Regions from separate parts of the Mus musculus genome. Here regions 1 and 2 are each linked to region 3. A link is a contact called in public Hi-C and Micro-C data. All regions are on one chromosome and are shown on one strand. The core of a region is the stretch at or near the end of the contact, and the rest is flanking DNA. Distances in the headings are between cores, read along the strand shown. Region 1 overlaps Rad51b (RAD51 paralog B). Region 2 overlaps Rad51b (RAD51 paralog B). Region 3 overlaps Rad51b (RAD51 paralog B).

Region 1 (2,700 bases), core at 88-2,587, 200 kb after region 3:
AGAAGAGAAAATAAGGAAAAGCTCCTGTATCAGTTTCTTTTCCCCTTGGTGTGATAAAATGCCCCGAACAAAAGAAACGCAAAGGAGAAAGAGCTTATTTAGCTCAGGGCTCCAGGTTATTGTCCATCGGGGCAGGGAAGGAGGTCATAGAAGCAGGAGCTTAGCAGGACTGGTCCCATTCTGTCCCCAGTCAGAAGACCAGAATAAGTGCATGCTATGCTCAGCCCGCTTGCCCTCCATCGACAGCTTGGAATCCTGCTCACATGCAAGATGAACCTTCCCAGATCAACTACAGCCCTCAAAGCAAGTGCCCACAGACGAACCCAGCCTCATTAAACCCTCACTGAGACCCTACTCCCAGGTGACTCCAGATCCTACCAAGCTGAGAACTGGCATCACCCATCACAGCTACCAACTTATCCTATGATCTCTAAAGGTTCACTGCTGGAGAGAAAATCTACAGGTCGTTCATTCCTAGAAACTAATGACAATAGAAATCTACTGATGAACCATTTTATCTGAGAATATAAGTGGTTCAATGCTAGAAAAATCTATTAATAAACTTTATACATTAATAGAATAAGAGCAAAAGTCCATGTGGTTTATCATTTTGACTAGAAAGACATTTATGCAACCCCACATTGACTTATTACTTAAGGAAAAAATAACTCTTACCAGCAACAGAACTTTCTAGCCTGAAGAGCTCCAGGTCAGTAGTGTTTTTCACATCAGGACAAAACAAGACCCCATAATCACTGGGCATAGCTACAATGATAAAGTATGACGTCTGGACCGAAGAATTTCCACTGCATACGTGATTCTCCCCATGGAAACCACAAGGAAGTTTACAAACCACTTTAACAACTTAGGAAAGCTAGGGTTTCTGACCCCAAATCTACCTATAAAAAAAACAAACTTTCTGATAGATCAGTTTGATTGTGTAATAAAAAAAAAAAACCTGCTAATAAATGAATATGGAAAAGCCATGAGTAAATAATGTGCCAGGTCTTTGGTGACAGAACTTGGCATTAAAAACTCCTAAATAAGAAAGTAAACCATTCTCATGACTGAATAATATCTTTAGCTTATAAACTCAAAGTAATTCCAATACATCCTCAAGAGGACTTCAAGTGTCAGCATTTAACAGAGAGACAGATTCCCAAATGATCAGCACTAGTCACAGACAAGGACTTCTTTTTAAAACACCAAATCCCATATTTCAAAGGTGGCATTTGGCTTTTTTAATTAATCCCGTTTCTGATCTTATCTGTGTCAGAAAAAAAACACTCCCCTGTCATGTCTTCTACATTACTAGAGTTTCAAAACAAATAATATTAAGCCAAAGGTCAGATGAATTACTCACTGGACAAACTGACCAAACAGGCCAAGAAGTCATTGACTCTTCATAGTACAAAAAAATATTAACTTAAAAAACAGGGGTGGGGGGGAACCTGTCTTTTTCTTCTTTCTGCAGTGCTGGATATTCACATGCTCCACCACTGAGCTCCAGCCTCAAAAGGCCAAACAAACAAACAAAACCTCAAGGCAAATCTTAATCTCAGTGAACTCAAATGTTGCATTTCGGTTCCATATGCTAAGGAGCATAGAAAAAGCATTAGGTACAATTTTACAAAGCTATGCCAGCACTCATACCAAGAGAGCAAGCCAGAGTTTGGGAAGGGCTCTGGAAATTTCCCACATCCCCGTTCAGAAAGCCTAGAGAAGCAACCTAACAGGCAGAGGGCAGACAGGAATCAAACAAGAAAGCACTCAGCAACATGGTCCTGCGATGAGGGAGGGTGCTCTGCAGTTGCAAGTCAATGAATTGATCAGCTCAGCTCACCTGTGTAAAGCAGCCTGGAACAGTGGCTTACGAAACATCAGCTCACACATCTCCCACAAGCCTCCCCAATGTATTAGTAATGGCAGTAAACAGGAATGGCCTAGGTTGATACTGCCTTTCATCTTTATTTACCCACCACTTTGATTTTGTTTTCTTTTTCTTATTTCTTCATTCATTTGTTTGCCCATTAAGATAGTCTCACTTTGTAGCCCAAAATACTTTGGAACTCCTGACAATGCTCTTGCCTCAGTCTCACCAGCACTGGGAATAGAGGCATAAACCACGACTATATTGCTAAACTAAATTGCTTTTCTTAAGTTCTAGACTATGACTCCATAAGCACATATGCAGGCTTCCCACTAGTTACATGTTCTAACACTTGTTCACTGAGGTTAATGGAAGTTCACTGAAGTGGAGTGAATGCGGTTGGAGAGATGGCTCAGCAGCACTGTTCTTGCAGAGAACCTGAGTTCAGTTCCCAGCACCCATGTGGAGGGGTTTACAATTGTATATCAATATCCTACCCGACATCCAAGGCACAATTTAAATGTCAATTCTACCCTGAAAATTGTTGCAGTAATAAAATTAACTGATTCTATATCTTAAATGTACTTTAAGGATAAAGAAACCAGTAGTTAGTGAATCTCTACTACCTGCCAAGGTTTACAAAAACAATCATCTTAATCTTGTTGATTTAAGGTCCACAAATTATTATTATTTCGATACATGATGGAAACTAAGAGAGGTTAGAGAACTCCAGTGACACAGATTTGAATGAAGATTATCTCATTTCAATGTCCATGATCTTCATACAATGTCACTGTGGCTCTATTTGGAGTCTTTATATTATAAACTCA
Region 2 (2,700 bases), core at 69-2,568, 130 kb after region 3:
CCAGCAGGAAGACAGGACATCAAGTGAGGGATGGGGTTGCCATCCCACAGTCACAACTCTGACCCATAATTTTTCCTGTCTGAAAGAATTACAGGGATGGAAATGGAGAGGAGCCTGAGGAAAAGAAGATCCAGTGACAGGTCCAAAGTGGGATCCAACTCAAGGGGAGGTCCCAAGGTCTGACACAATTACTGAGGCTATGGAGCACTCACAAAAAGGGACTATCATGACTGCCCTCTGAAAGACCCAACAAGCAGCTGAAAGAGTCAGATGCAGATATTTGCACCCAACCAGTGGACAGAAGCAGCTGAGCCCTGTTGTTGAATAGGGGAAGGCTAAAAGAAGCTGAGATGGAGAAGAGCAATACTGTAGGAGGACCAGCAGTCTCAATTAATCTGGACCCCCAAGGTCTCTCAAACACTAGACCACTAAACAGACAGCATACACCAGCTGATATGAGGCCCCCAACACAGATATAGTAGAGGACTTCTAGGTCTGTGTTCATTCAGAGATGATACAGCTACCCTCAAGAGACTGGAGGCCCCAGGGAATTTAGAGATCAGGTTGGGTGGAGGGTGGGGATATCCATGTGGAGCCAGGAGGGTGGGGAGGAGGTATGGGATGTGGAACAGTCGGAGGGTGGATTGAGGGGGGGGGATAAAATATGGAGTATAATAAATAAATAACTAAGTAAATAAGTAAATAAATATATAAGTGACAAAAAAATTGAGATTTAAGTGGTACTAGAGACTGAGGCTATGATATAGAACTTTTCCCAAGTATGCCAACAACTTAGCAGGCACTGTCTACAGGGATATTCAGCATTCAACTGATAAGAGTCTAAAATGCAGTCTACTTTCCCTCCAGCCCCACATTTCCATCACTAGTAAGGATGCCCGAGCCAAATACCACATCCAGAACTGTGGCTCCTTGTTGTCTACACATCAGGCCCCAAATAACTGGTTTCTTTATCCAATCACTCTCAACAGAGGGGCATGCAGCAGAGGATTCCCAGCCACACCCCTGGAATACTCAGTGAGGACGCCAATGGAAAAGAACCATCTTCAGTGGAAATTTTATCTTCTGTCTACTAAGCTCCTCATTTCCCTCAGAAAATGTTGCTTCCTGTTCTAGAATGCTTTGGGTAGGACACTCATACTTCTCCCCAGCACTGTGCCAAAGCCCTCAAAAAAAGAAAACCGACTTGAATATCATGTTTACAAAAGAAAGGCAATGTATGAATTCATATCGTATCCTGGGCTTACAGCCACATAAGAGTCATATTCAACCTGACTGCATTCTATCAAACCATGAGTCATGTCTACACTGACCTCCAGGATGCTGGTGCTTTAGCCAGGGAATATTTCAAGTGTGTGGTCATCCAGTGCCATGAATAGCAGAAAATATAGGCAAAGTAGTTTCTAAATCAAATGTGTACCCTTGAAAATGACATTTGCAAACAATATAATTATGACAGGACACTCTGGTTTGGCTATTATTTTATCATTAAGGTTTAAAAAAAGATCAAGAAGGAAACATGACATCATATGGTATTCTGTCAGGTTTTACTTGTATGCAATAAGGCTGCCAGATATAAAGTAGGGCAAAAAAAAAATTCAGAAAGAAAAATTAAAAGCCAATCATGATGTCACCTGCCTGTAATTCCAGAATCCGGGAGGAAGAGGCAGGAAGATCACAATTCCAAGATCAGCGTGGACTGAGAAGCAAGGCCTACCAAAAACATAAAAAAAACCAAATAATTAAAATAATAAAGAGCTTAGAGCTCCTAATAGAAAATAGAAGCCGAGATTACACTGTTTGTTGAAGTAATCCACCTATAAACAGATACCTGAAAGAGTAGATTAAAGCAAACTCCCAAAGCCAAAATAACATGTAGTTTTAAATGCATGCATCAGTTTTATTAAGATATTTAACCACACAACATATGATCGTAAAGCATACGATTTGCTGTTTCTAACTGTATACAGGGATTTGAAATCATTGCTAATATATAACTACAGGACATTTTCATTGCCCTGGTGGAAACAAACATGTCCATTACTAAGCCAATCCATATCCCCACTGTCTCCAGAGCATGGCAACCACTCACTAATGCCTTTTCTGTTCCTATAGCTTTACCTATTTTGAACATTTCATATGCATGCAAGTATACAATATAGTCGTGTGTGACTGGTCCTTTTCACATAGTGCAGTGTTTGTCCAGCATGTATCAGTTCTTTGCTTCTTACATCACAAAATAATGGTAAATTATGGATATTTCATATCTTACTCTTTAGTTCGTAGATATCTCTATTCTTACAACTTTATGACTACAACAAATACTGCTATGATGGATATGTACACATTTTATGTGGGGAAACTTTTTGTTCTCCAGGACATATATTAGATGTAAACTTGTGGGGCCATACATAACGTACTCTGACTTTTTAAAGAATGAAAGCATTTTTCTCTATGGCTGCACCACTTTATACTCCCACCAGCAATGTTTAAAGGTTCAAGGTTTTTATACACTCTTGTCATTGCCTTTCTTTTTAAATTATAGCCATATAGTATAGCCATATAATATAAGCCTCTATTTTATTATGGTTTTAATGCACATCCTGCTGATGAATAAGGCAATTGAGTATATTTTTTGTATATTTAATTGGTGTTTGTGTATCTTCTTTGGGAAATATCTAT
Region 3 (2,700 bases), core at 156-2,655:
TTCACCTAGGCACCGCATCCTTAACCCAGGGATTACCCAAACATCATGGTCTGTTCTCAATTCCCCACTGCAGTCTCCCCTCTGTACTTTCTGAATCCGTGTTGGATCTTGTTCTCCTTTCCCACTGCTGCTACCCCTCAGGGGACACACAGACGCTTTCTGTCTGGCCTCTGCTCCCCTTTAGACCTATTCCACATTATCTTCAGAGTTCTTTTTCTGAAACATAATCCAATAAAGTTGTTGTCTTTCTTTTAAACTACCATGAGCTCTTCTGCAACTCTGAGTATTCTACCCAAGGCCCATCACCATCTCCGTTTAATTTAACCCACTCAGCTCCCCACCATGACTCTACGATTATTTTTCTATTTCCAGCATGCTATGCCATTTCAAACATTTCAGCATTCATACAAACCATTCCCTATGATGGTGCTGTTCCTTCCAACCTTAACACTCGGAAAATTCAGATTTTTCATAAATTCCCAATTCTACTGTCTCCTTTTCTTTGCAGAAATAGTTGTTTCATGCTCTGTGTTTCTCCATGTGTTTTGTTTGCTTAGTTAAAAGGCACTAGCACAGTGTATGTCCTCAGGTCTGAGGTGGCATCTTAGGATTTACAATTTTCTCTCTGATGACTAGTACACTCAGGTGCGTAATAAGCGTCTATGAACTCAATGAATAAGCCCAGAGATTAATGTGTTACAAAAGCAAAGAAGCAGACATTCCAGTATGACTCAATATAATCATAAACTAAAACAATTTATTTTTTAAAATATAAGCTTCATGGTGGGGAATATTAGCCAGACCAAATAATATAATCATTATGTATGGCCTTGGCTAAGATGATCAAAATTGACCTTTCAGTGCTGTAAACTTGTCTCTTGGTAAAAGCACACAGTGCCTGATAAATAATAAACACTGTATATGTGTTTGACATTGTCGGTGTTAGAGGCTTATACATGGGTCCACAGTCCATCTGCATAGATACAAATGGAATCCTAATTCTAAGTTACTAGCCTATAATAACTTACCTTAACATTAAGAAATGAATGCTCGCATACCCAAGTTTGCTAATGCACACAGAAATATTCTGCTTTAAACACATGGAACGAGCCAATGGCCTTTGGCCCCAAACCATACATAGCACTGGAGGATGGTAGGCCGAAAGACTTTTGGCGATTTCTTCTAGGTTTTTGTATAGACTAACATCAAGCCAATTTATCTGACCTCCCTGATCCACCCAGCCCATCTAGTACCTTTAGCTATTTTTTTCTAGAAGCCTGAATGAGTCAGAACAAGAAAATGATTAATCAACTTGGAGAGCTTTGAAAGCTGGAACAGAGCCCTGCTGTGAGTAAAGCCTCGGAGCTGTGGGACTGTAGCAGTTGGAAAGTTAGGGGATTTCCATGGTTGGAAACATTTGGCCGGCTCGCCGTGCTCCTCTGACCTTGCAATAAGACAGAGCAGGCCTAGCCGGGTGATTTACCTCTGACAATATCCCATGTCTGCTGCCTTTGGCTATGTGCTCTGACTTGACAAAATCAAAGTAATTCCCCCTGAGCCTTATGATTTTGGATCTGGCTCAGAAAATCCCCTCTGCTTTTTTTCTCTCAGTGGATAGTATTCTCAGTCCCTGGCTTCACTTTTAACTGTGAGGTTGAAATTAGACGTACACACACTGTGCTTGGCCATCAGTCGGGGTGTGTGTACGTGTGTGTGTTTGTGTGGGGCGGTTCTCTTCTTCTGTCAGGACAGGTTGGTTTCACAACTCAGGAAATACAGCACCATCTTGCTTTTCTTCTCTTTTCCTTCCCTTCCCTTCCCTTCCCTTACCTTCCCTTCCCTTCCCTTCCCTTCCCTTCCCTTCCCTTCCCTTCCCTTCCCTTCTTCCCTTCCCTTCCCTTCCCTTCCCTTCCCTTCCCTTCCCTTCCCTTCCCTTCCCTTCCCTTCCCTTCCCTTCCCTTCCCTTTCCTCCCTCCCTCTCTTCCTCCCTCCCTTTCCCTTCTCTCTTTTTGCCAGTTGTTACATAGCAGGCACAACTTAAAATCACTTTTCCAGTTGAAGTTTTGAATTATTTTCTGGTTCCCTGCTACATCTATTCAAATTCTCCCAAATGTTTTACTGGGGCCTTAATTTCTGTTTTACGATTTTGGTTTTTTTTGAAGATACTATTCTGGTATCATTAACTTTTAGATGCTTAATGTGCTGCAGATAGTGTGTCTGAGCAGGGCAAGTGTGCTTTCCGGTTTCTCTCTTACCTGCAATGCTACACTGGGGTAGGGCCTAGTGGCTTTCTCATGTGTGTGTCTTCAATACTCACATCTCATCTCAGCCTCCATTTCACTGCCTCTCCACATTATCTCCTTTCTTTTGTTTAAACAGATGAATCGCTGGGGTTTTTATTTCCAGATCTTTCTGCCCTATCAAGGCATCGATGATGTTTACTGTGAGTGTGCTATCAATAGTGTGTCAGTAAGATGTTCTAGACTTGATTATTTCTTGGTCTTGTGTGTCTGTTTCTCTCTTTAATGTCATTCATTTCTCTTATACAACTTCTTAGGCTCTCATCCACTAACACAACAACAATAACCCCAAAAGATTTAGGCAAAAATTTCTGCTTAATTCTCTTACTTATCAGAAAAGATTCAGGTTCTTTCCCCAAAGCAGCAAACACTGTCATGTATCTCACATAGTCACATAAAC

The links. A called contact is a pair of places that touch in the nucleus more often than the background predicts.
Region 1: a Hi-C map of liver shows a contact between it and region 3, with 3 times the contacts expected there. The contact joins two enhancer-like sites. A contact is called at or near these places in 1 of 15 datasets of contacts at CTCF or cohesin (the NIH/3T3 cell line), 3 of 484 Hi-C or Micro-C datasets (bone marrow-derived macrophages, embryonic fibroblasts and liver) and 1 of 115 datasets of contacts at active chromatin or transcription factors (embryonic fibroblasts).
Region 2: a Micro-C map of muscle stem cells shows a contact between it and region 3, with 4 times the contacts expected there. The contact joins two enhancer-like sites. A contact is called at or near these places in 1 of 15 datasets of contacts at CTCF or cohesin (the NIH/3T3 cell line), 5 of 484 Hi-C or Micro-C datasets (the MC38 cell line, embryonic fibroblasts and muscle stem cells) and 3 of 115 datasets of contacts at active chromatin or transcription factors (the NIH/3T3 cell line, embryonic fibroblasts and pancreatic cancer cells).

The regions. Positions count from the first base shown.
Region 1 is chr12:79,403,353-79,406,052 of GRCm38.p6, reverse strand. All of the region lies in intron 7 of Rad51b (RAD51 paralog B), which reads right to left. Among named protein-coding and RNA genes, the nearest start is that of Rad51b, 110 kb to the right of the region's middle. Within about 2 kb of position 1,337, at least 7 of the 459 cell types and tissues checked have an H3K27ac peak or open chromatin away from gene starts, as enhancers often do. A contact at or near this core is called in liver, where this site is marked.
Region 2 is chr12:79,470,634-79,473,333 of GRCm38.p6, reverse strand. All of the region lies in intron 7 of Rad51b (RAD51 paralog B), which reads right to left. Among named protein-coding and RNA genes, the nearest start is that of Rad51b, 170 kb to the right of the region's middle. Within about 2 kb of position 1,318, at least 54 of the 459 cell types and tissues checked have an H3K27ac peak or open chromatin away from gene starts, as enhancers often do. A contact at or near this core is called in muscle stem cells and pancreatic cancer cells, where this site is marked.
Region 3 is chr12:79,599,181-79,601,880 of GRCm38.p6, reverse strand. All of the region lies in intron 7 of Rad51b (RAD51 paralog B), which reads right to left. Among named protein-coding and RNA genes, the nearest start is that of Gm36048, 200 kb to the left of the region's middle. Within about 2 kb of position 1,405, at least 157 of the 459 cell types and tissues checked have an H3K27ac peak or open chromatin away from gene starts, as enhancers often do. A contact at or near this core is called in liver, muscle stem cells and pancreatic cancer cells, where this site is marked.